3 separate regions of the Mus musculus genome follow, and regions 2 and 3 are each linked to region 1. A link is a contact called in public promoter capture Hi-C data. All regions are on one chromosome and are shown on one strand. The core of a region is the stretch at or near the end of the contact, and the rest is flanking DNA. Distances in the headings are between cores, read along the strand shown. Region 1 holds the start of Dhx32 (DEAH (Asp-Glu-Ala-His) box polypeptide 32). Region 2 holds the start of Hmx2 (H6 homeobox 2). Region 3 holds the start of Acadsb (acyl-Coenzyme A dehydrogenase, short/branched chain).

The links. Promoter capture Hi-C pulls out the DNA fragments that hold promoters and counts their contacts. Capture Hi-C pulls out chosen DNA fragments and counts their contacts.
Region 2: a contact with region 1 is called in a promoter capture Hi-C map of pre-B cells, with 8 times the contacts expected there. The contact joins the promoter of Hmx2 here to the promoter of Dhx32 in region 1. A contact is called at or near these places in 2 of 39 promoter capture datasets (liver and pre-B cells).
Region 3: a contact with region 1 is called in a promoter capture Hi-C map of liver, with 4 times the contacts expected there. The contact joins the promoter of Acadsb here to the promoter of Dhx32 in region 1. A contact is called at or near these places in 3 of 39 promoter capture datasets (the C10 cell line, liver and pre-B cells) and 2 of 9 other capture datasets (adipose tissue and liver).

Annotation. Positions count from the first base shown.
Region 1 is chr7:133,775,381-133,778,080 of GRCm38.p6, forward strand. Dhx32 (DEAH (Asp-Glu-Ala-His) box polypeptide 32) reads right to left here and starts at 1,423. Exons shown (of 12, transcript NM_133941.2): 1 at 1,222-1,423. It overlaps Fank1 (fibronectin type 3 and ankyrin repeat domains 1), which reads left to right and starts at 1,511. Exons shown (of 11, transcript NM_025850.2): 1 at 1,511-1,590. The coding sequence starts at 1,578.
Region 2 is chr7:131,553,013-131,555,712 of GRCm38.p6, forward strand. It overlaps Hmx2 (H6 homeobox 2), which reads left to right and starts at 1,281. Exons shown (of 2, transcript NM_145998.4): 1 at 1,281-1,562; 2 at 2,415-2,700. The coding sequence starts at 1,295.
Region 3 is chr7:131,409,343-131,412,042 of GRCm38.p6, forward strand. Acadsb (acyl-Coenzyme A dehydrogenase, short/branched chain) reads left to right here and starts at 1,259. Exons shown (of 11, transcript NM_025826.4): 1 at 1,259-1,445. The coding sequence starts at 1,404. Ikzf5 (IKAROS family zinc finger 5) reads right to left here and starts at 1,136. Exons shown (of 4, transcript NM_175115.4): 1 at 1,045-1,136.

The DNA of each region.
Region 1 (2,700 bases), core at 173-2,672:
TATATGACCCCAATAGAGCTGGCTGGGCCTTCCATTTTTCTCTAGTCCTGTCTATGGCAGCAGTAGGGGTTGATGGAAGGCCTTTAATGTCCAGCGCTGACCGGTAAATCAATCCTACAATTTCCTCTGTTTCTCCGCACTTCCTCATCCCTTTCTTATCTCTTCTCCATTTTTCTTCCTTCCTCTGCTTCCCCCTCTTCTCTCCTTAACCCATGACACTCTCTGAGGTGGTTTGAAAATTCTACACCATACCAGATAAAAATTCCTAGTGGGTTTTTCCCCCCTTCACACCTTTCTTAAAGGAAAACCTGGATCCTGGTCTTTGAAACCAGTATCCTACACAATTTGGCTGACTCAGTGACCCCCCTCTCCCCCCAAAAAAAATCAACAGGAAAAATGAGTATTGTAACACAAACACAAACACACACACACACACACACACACACACACACCAAACTAAACCAATTTCCAAGATCCCACAAGGGGCCCACAGCCTGAAATATGATAGGTGACAGTGGGGATGATAGACAGAGCAGGACTAGGGGAGGAACTGCCCGTAGTCTCAGTAGACAGCCTTGGCCTACTATAGAGGCAGGAGCAGCTTTCACACCCTCACCTAGGCAAACGGATTCGAACACCCCTCTCTGAAACATGTGGTGCAAAGAACGAGTCCTCCAGGAGGAGCTGAGAGCACCCATACTCGGAGTCTTAGGGTCATCCTAGCCTTGACCTGGGACAACATCCCGGTATAGGGTACCCACCCTGGAAAAGAGCTGCCACGCGCAAAGGCCGAGTCCGGACCATGACTTGGGGCAACATCCTGAAGCAATAGCCCTTCACTCTGGAGAATGGGTACTGGCAGGCAAAAGCTGGGTCCTCCAGCAGGAACAGGGTCTATCTCGACTCTCACCCGGGCATCTCCGGGTTCATCCGGACCCTGACCTGGACGGACGCCAGATGCAGGGGTAACCCTGACTCTAGCTTGGGGTTACGGCGGTGCAAAGACCGAGTCATCCGGCTGGAGCAGGGTTTGTTCTGACTCTCACTGGGGCGTCTCAGGTCATCCTAGACTTAACCCACCAGGGTCCAGAAGATCTCAGGCCGGAGCTCCGGTTCTCCTTCCGGAGCTGGGGGCGCCCTCGCCCTCAGCTGTGCCTGGTCGGGCGGGGCCGCAACAGGTGCGCGGCCTCCCTGCTTCCCCGCCGCCTGCCCTGCCGTTACCTGCAGCGGCGGCCGCCGAGGCCTCCCAGAGCCTGGGCGGGAGCTTCCCGAGCCCGGCCGACGTTCGCGTGGTCCCTAGAGGAGCTGACAGAGCGTTCCCGAGCTCGGGGCGCGGCTCTGCTGAAGCCGCCGCGCTCCCGGGTCGCGACCCCCCTGCGCCACTCCCGCCCGTGCGCTGCTCTGCGTTTCCACGTCACTTTTTGGTCCCTCCCTCTCGCCGTCCGCCGGGCCCCGCCCGCCCGCTCGCCTGCCCATCCCCGGTTGTCAGGGCAACCCGAGCGACGCCAGACGAAGACAGGCGTTAGGAGGGCGGCGCCGCCAGGGCTGGGCCCGAGGGCCCCCGGGAGCAGCTGACCATGGAGCCCCACAGTAAGCGGCGGGCTAGGGCCTGGGGTGCGAGCAGAGACCGAGCTAGCCGGGCCAGGTCTCGAACCCTCGGCTAAATGATCCACAGATTCCACAGAGCACGGCTGATGCCCTCACTAGCAATGGGCTTACGAATGGTTAATAGTGCTTCCAGTGTCTTAGTGAACCTCCATGGAGCCTGGGCCTTGAATTTATGTGTTCTTGCCTCTCTTCGATCTTATCCCTAAAGTCTGTGGTATATATAATTCATGTGCTTCCGCCCAGCATAAGATACATAACAAAAGTTTCTCATTCCTGTTTGTCTTAAATTTTCCGTTCTTTGTTATTGACTATTCGTGCGGATGCATGTGTTTGTGCACACGTGTGCAGGTGTCACACAGGTGCACATGCAAGTGTGCCACATTTGTGTGGAACCCAGAGGGGACATTCTGGTGTCTTTTCTTGCCATCCACCTTGGTTTTAAATTTTTATTTTATTTTATTTAATGTGTACAGATGTTTTGCCTGCATGTATATGTCTCTGCACCACTCATGTGCCTTGTGCCTCTACAGAGACCAGAAGAGAGAACCCAATCCCCTTGAACTATAATAAAAGCAGGCTGTGAGTAGGCTTGTGGGTGCTGGGTCCTTTGGAAGAGCAGTCAGTGTTCATGATATTTGAACCACATCTTCAGGCTCCCACCTTGGTTTTCAAGACAGGGTGTCCCACTGACCTAGAGCTCTAGTGAACTAGGCTAGGCAAACCGGCTAGCAGAACCCCAGAGGTGATCCTGTCTCCAGCTCTCTAGGGCTGAATCTACAAATCACACCACCACACTTGATATTTTATGGAGGTTCTGGGCATCAAACTTGGCTCTTTTACTTTCTGCAAGCATTGTTTGCGCGAAGTCATCTCATTAGCCCTGGTTTTTGTTTTGTTTTTAAAAATACTCTTAAGTTTGAGTTTGTCTCCTGCAGCCCAGGCTGACCTTGAGTTTAGGGCAAACTTCGTGACCTAGCCTCCTGAACCAGTGGCTCAGAATCTTCATGGCTCCACATTCTGAAAGTGCTGGGGCTACAGTGCTGTTTTTCATTTTGTTTTGATTGAAACAGAATCTCACTATCTCTCTGGCTA
Region 2 (2,700 bases), core at 31-2,530, 2.2 Mb before region 1:
AGTCAGGGCTTAGGGAGAGGCCACAAGAAGGAAGGAGAGAGTCAGGTTTTATAAAGCTGTACCTTGACCTCTGAAAGGAAAGCAACACTTCAAATAATTTTAGGATGGGGAAAACGAGGCGTGGAAAGTGTACATATCTTGCCCAAAGACACCCTACCTATATTTAACAGGATCCTGTCCAATTCTAAAAAGTCCCCATACCTACCTACTTCGTTTCCTTCCAGAAGCAGCGTAGCCATTTTGAGACCGCCAGTATTTACCAGCAAAATAAAGTAAATGAGTTTAGCTGCAGTGTGGGAAGGCGAGCTGTGTGGTATTCGGTCAAGGATTAGGAAATAACTATTCTGCACTCTGAGAGTTTATAGGTTTCTAGCTGACACATCATCACAACCAGAGAATGGGGGCAGGCGACACTAAGAAGTTTGCCAGGGGGCAGGGATGCTTCTACTGGGACCAGACTTGTTCAAGTTCACACAGTGCAAATGGCGTTTGCTGGAATGTGAGCCGGAACCTCGGGACATTTGGGGGCTACTCTGTTTCCAAAATCCTCTGCCCCCTTTAGTCAGCGGGGTCTTCAGGTCCAGAGCTGTAGAATTTCTTTGCTCCTGTGTCTCCCAGCGGAGAGCCACATACTGTCAATCCCCAACGCAGCGGGAGAAGACTCGTAGAGCGCTGTTAGTTCCCAAGAGGCTAGAAGGGGTTGAGGACTGGGGAGGGTGGCAGCAGCCTATGGTGTGCATCTTGGATGTGAGAGAGCCCCACCAGCTCGACCCCGGGCGCTGTTCTCGTTTCTGGAGAGGCAAGGCAAAGACCAGGAACACAGGCTGCAATCTAAGCTGCCTTCAGCCCCAGATGTTACGGGCTGGACAGAGCTGATGCGAGTGCGCGTCTAGGCTTGCTCCCGGAGCTTCCCGGTGCTGCGTGCTCGGCCCCAGCTTTTTAAAAAATTCCGGGGCCGCTCCGCGGCGCTGCGATTGGCCGCGGCCGGGTAACCTCTATGCAAATGAGGCCGCGCAGCCTCCGCGTCGCTGGAGACCGGTGGAGTTGTCAAACGAGGAAGGGACATTGGCACCGGGGCTGGGCGGGCTCACCCAGAGCCGGGCCGGCAGGGACCCGCGCACAGCGGTCCGGTGCCTGCGCGTCCTGGAGCAGAAGGGACGCCTCGCCAGCCTCGTAGCCCCCTCCCCTTGCTTTCCCTCCCGCCCCTCCCCCCGCCCGCCTGCCCGCACCACCTTCCACCCAGCCCCGCTCTAAAGGGAGTTCTTGGTTTCCTCCGATTTCTTATGAACCCAGGATGGGCAGCAAGGAAGATGTGGGGAAGGGATGTCCGGCGGCCGGTGGCGTCTCCAGCTTCACCATCCAGTCCATCCTGGGCGGGGGCCCCTCCGAGGCACCGCGGGAGCCCGCCGGGTGGCCAGCCAGGAAACGCAGCCTGTCTGTGTCCTCGGAGGAGGAGGAGCCGGAGGAAGGTTGGAAGGCTCCGGCTTGCTTCTGCCCAGATCCGCACGGCCCCAAGGAGCCAAGCCCTAAGCACCATACCCCCATCCCTTTCCCTTGCCTGGGTAAGGATCGCAGGTCGGGAGTCTGGCCCGAGTGAGCGTGAGCCGATGCGGTGTGTGATTGTCGGAGACGCGGAGCAGGGCATCCCCGGGTCACAGCCGGGCCGCTAGTGGTCCAGGCTAAGGGGAGGGGACTACGCACCCATGGTGCATTCTCGAAAAGGCCGGAAGGGCCGGCGCTGGGGAGAAGTAGAGGAATATTGGGGCGGTAAGGGGAAGACTGGGTAAGGGGAAGGAGGGTGAACCAGAGTGGGCCAGGAACTCTGCGGGCGGTACACAATGCTGGCCAAAATGGTTTCGCACGCCGGGTACTTTCTGTCCTGACTTAGTTCTGCAGGTCTGGTTTGGGTGTTCTGTCAGTCCTGCAGGCTCTATGTCTTTTCCCTCCTCTCGGCCTCTTCTCGAAGTGATTAGTACTCTAAAATGATTGACAGTGCTGAGTTTCAGAGAGGTAAAAGCTAACGGAGGACAGCCAAGGAGTTATGAATAAAATTAGCCCGACTCTCAAAGAAAACGGCCTGTAAAATGATGCTACCTTGTAGAGCTCAGTCCTCAAAGGCAAAAATCACCTTTAAAAAATGGTGTTAATGTCCCCATTCCAGACCCGGTACCACGTTTACTTTTATAAGAGTGGAAGGAGACCCTCCAGCTCGGATTATATGGAACCCTCTTCTGCTGCTTTGAAAGGCCGAGGCTCTGGACTTTGGGCGCTAGCAGGACGCAGTAGAAAAGGAAAGGGTTAGCAATAGGGGAATCAAGGATGCAGGCATCAGTCAACCTCCTTGTCCCCGGCAGAGCTGAGAGTCTTTAAGGCTCATCAACTCCATGGTCATTCTGTTTGTGCTCACTCTTCAGGTACCCCCAAGGGCAGCGGAGGCGCAGGGCCTGCGGCCTCGGAGCGCACGCCATTCCTTTCTCCTTCTCACCCGGACTTTAAGGAAGAGAAGGAGAGGCTTTTGCCGGCGGGCTCGCCTTCTCCGGGCCCGGAGCGGCCACGGGACGGCGGTGCGGAGCGCCAAACCGGAGCGGCCAAGAAGAAGACGCGCACCGTCTTCTCCCGCAGCCAAGTGTACCAGCTCGAGTCTACCTTCGACATGAAACGCTACCTGAGCAGCTCGGAGCGCGCTTGCCTCGCCTCCAG
Region 3 (2,700 bases), core at 9-2,508, 2.4 Mb before region 1:
GTCCAGTTGCACATAAAAGTACATTAGCTCTATCGCCAGGGAAATATATGTAACAACCACCAGGACTCAACCACGGCATATCTGAAGCCCATCTTCAGTGTCCCACAGTACAACAGTTACGGTTTCCTGGGAAACACGGGACCCTTACAGGAAAAGAACTTCAAACATCCCAGTTCCCCCGCAAGGAACTTCCAAGAAAACGTTCATCCTCAGCTGTGCTGAAGACAACATAAACTCAAGACAAAGTCTTACAAGTAGTCCAGATGTTTTAAGCAGCTGTTTTCATGCTGTGTCTTCTAAGTGTAATTTCCCTGGACCTCACAACTTCAGAAGTCTTCATGTCCGTTCTCACTCCTCTGTCCGGTTCTGACCAGCACACAAAGGAGTCATTAAAGAGGCCATGTGGTTACTGGCAGCTACCACTGACTATACTTAGGATCTACAGTTAGACAGACAGCACTTGGACGCTTAGCTGAGGAGGAGCCACATTGAGCATCCAAGAACATTCCCGACAGTCGATCGATGATGAATCGATCGGGGACAGAAATCTTGAATGAGTCGGAAGATCCTCCCCAGCCTCACCTGTTCCCAACATTGGAAAGTACAGGCAGTAGACGCCAGGTCATGAGAGAAAGAAAACTCCTTCCCAACAGCAGCCCGGGGTTAACACCCTATCCAGGATACACCGGGGTTGCTGGGGTCGACTTTGGCACCCCGAGAATGCACTACACAGGGATGCTCCCTGCGATCGCCACCTGTCAAAGCCGGAGACAGCTCCCCACCCTGAGCTCCGAGCTGCGGCCCGACGGCGCCGACTCGCTCGCGAGCCTCCGGGCGGCGCACCCAGTCACTTACGAGCCCAAGAGAGTCCCGAGTCACCACGCTGGCAGCCCACGGGGCACGCAGGACCCTCCGCTGTGGCCAAGGCGAAAGCGGTGTTAGCCGGCTAGCAATGAACCCGGCACTTTACCTTCCGCCATTCCGTCAACGTGCCCTGAGTAACCGTAGCGCCGCCGTGGAAGCTGACCGCCCCCCGTGACTCACCTCCTGACAACCGCACCGAGGAATCCCCACAGCCCTTTTCACTGCCGTCGCCGCCACCGCCACCGCCTCAGCGTTCGTCAGCGTCGCAGCTGTAGCCGCCATATTTGTTGTGTCTCCGCTCCCTTCCCGCCCGCCCCACGCCTTGCCCAAGTCTCGCGTGAGCGTGCTGCAGGGAGCAAGGAGAGAATTATGTCTCTCCTGGGGTTCCGTAGGCGGCAGTGGGCGGGGACTCAAAGGGGTGTGTGAGGGGCGGATGCTCGGAGTGGGCAGGGCCCGAGCTTGCCAGGCCGAGGGAGTCTTGCGCAAGGGTTCGTGGAAAGCCTTGCGAGCTTAACAGGGCCACCCTGCCCGAAGCGAGGATGGCGGTCTCTGCGCTCCAGCTGTGGCGTATGGGCGGGCTGGTGAGTGGGGTCGGTCGAAGCGACCGTCTCAGGAGGCCTGTGGCCACACTGATTCCTGGCGACGTCATCTTTTCCTAATGGGCTGGGGGTCTGGGAGGCTGGTGGAGGGGGCTGAGCCTGGGGCTGGGTCTCCACAGACCCTTCACCTCCGTCTGGTTTTCCTTCAGGATCCGTCCCAGCTCATGCCACATTTCCCCGGATGATGATGATGATTTTTTTGTTTTGTTTTTTGGGGTTTTTTTTGTTTTTGTTTTTGTTTTGTTTTTTTTTTTTTTCGAGACAGGGTTTCTCTGTATAGCCCTGGGTGTCCTGGAACTCACTCTGTAGAGCAGGCTGGCCTCGAACTCAGAAATCTGCCTGCCTCTGCCTCCCGAGTGCTGGGATTAAAGGCGTGCGCCACCATCACCCAACCGATAATGATGATTTTTAATGACTAAAATCTAGGCCTGCTTGTCGAGCCTATTGACACTCTCTTCCCTTCAGCAGCCCAGCTGGAAGGGACCTCTCATATTTCTGGGTCTTAACCATTCAGGGAAGGAATTTCTTAGGCTTTATCTCACTGCGGGGATCTGACCAGCTCCCTTAGATTCTGAGGAGCCCAAAAGCCCATTCTAGTCCTCTTCCTCAAACTTGGTCTGAGGCCAGCCTCTTGTCTCACCAGGATGTTTCTGGCCTCCCTTTGCTCTCTCGGATTTCCTGAGCTTGGAATTAGGACACACAGTACAGTGCAGATGACAGCATCTGTCAGAATAACAGAAGACACTCTGACCAGTCAGAGGGGGCAATGGGTTGAACCATGAGCAAACCTACGTTAGCTGGACTTGGTGCTATTTCTTCAGGTGCCTGAAAGAGACAGCTTTCCTGGAGGATGTTTCTCTACTTAGGCGATTGACGAGCCCATTTAGCTAACTTTGAAGTGAAAGGACAGTTGGGTGCCTTTGCTGTGGTTGTAGTTAGCTGGAAACCCTCCAGCTAAATAGTAATCTTAAAATTTCCTCGGGCAGATGTTAAGTCTCAAGTCTCACCCATTATTCTGGCGAGCAATCAAAATCCTGCAGTATTTATTCCCGGTTTTACAAGCTACTGATGAGAGGAAGTAGCTTGTAAACGGTGAAGCAAGTCTGCACCTCTTTGCCTCACATTGTAGATAATTAACGTTATTTTATTGTTTTACAAGCTTGGGGTGTTTAGGAAATTAATAAAGTTGTGTTAGTGTATTGTCACAAAGGATTAGAAATGGGTTCTTGTGATTATT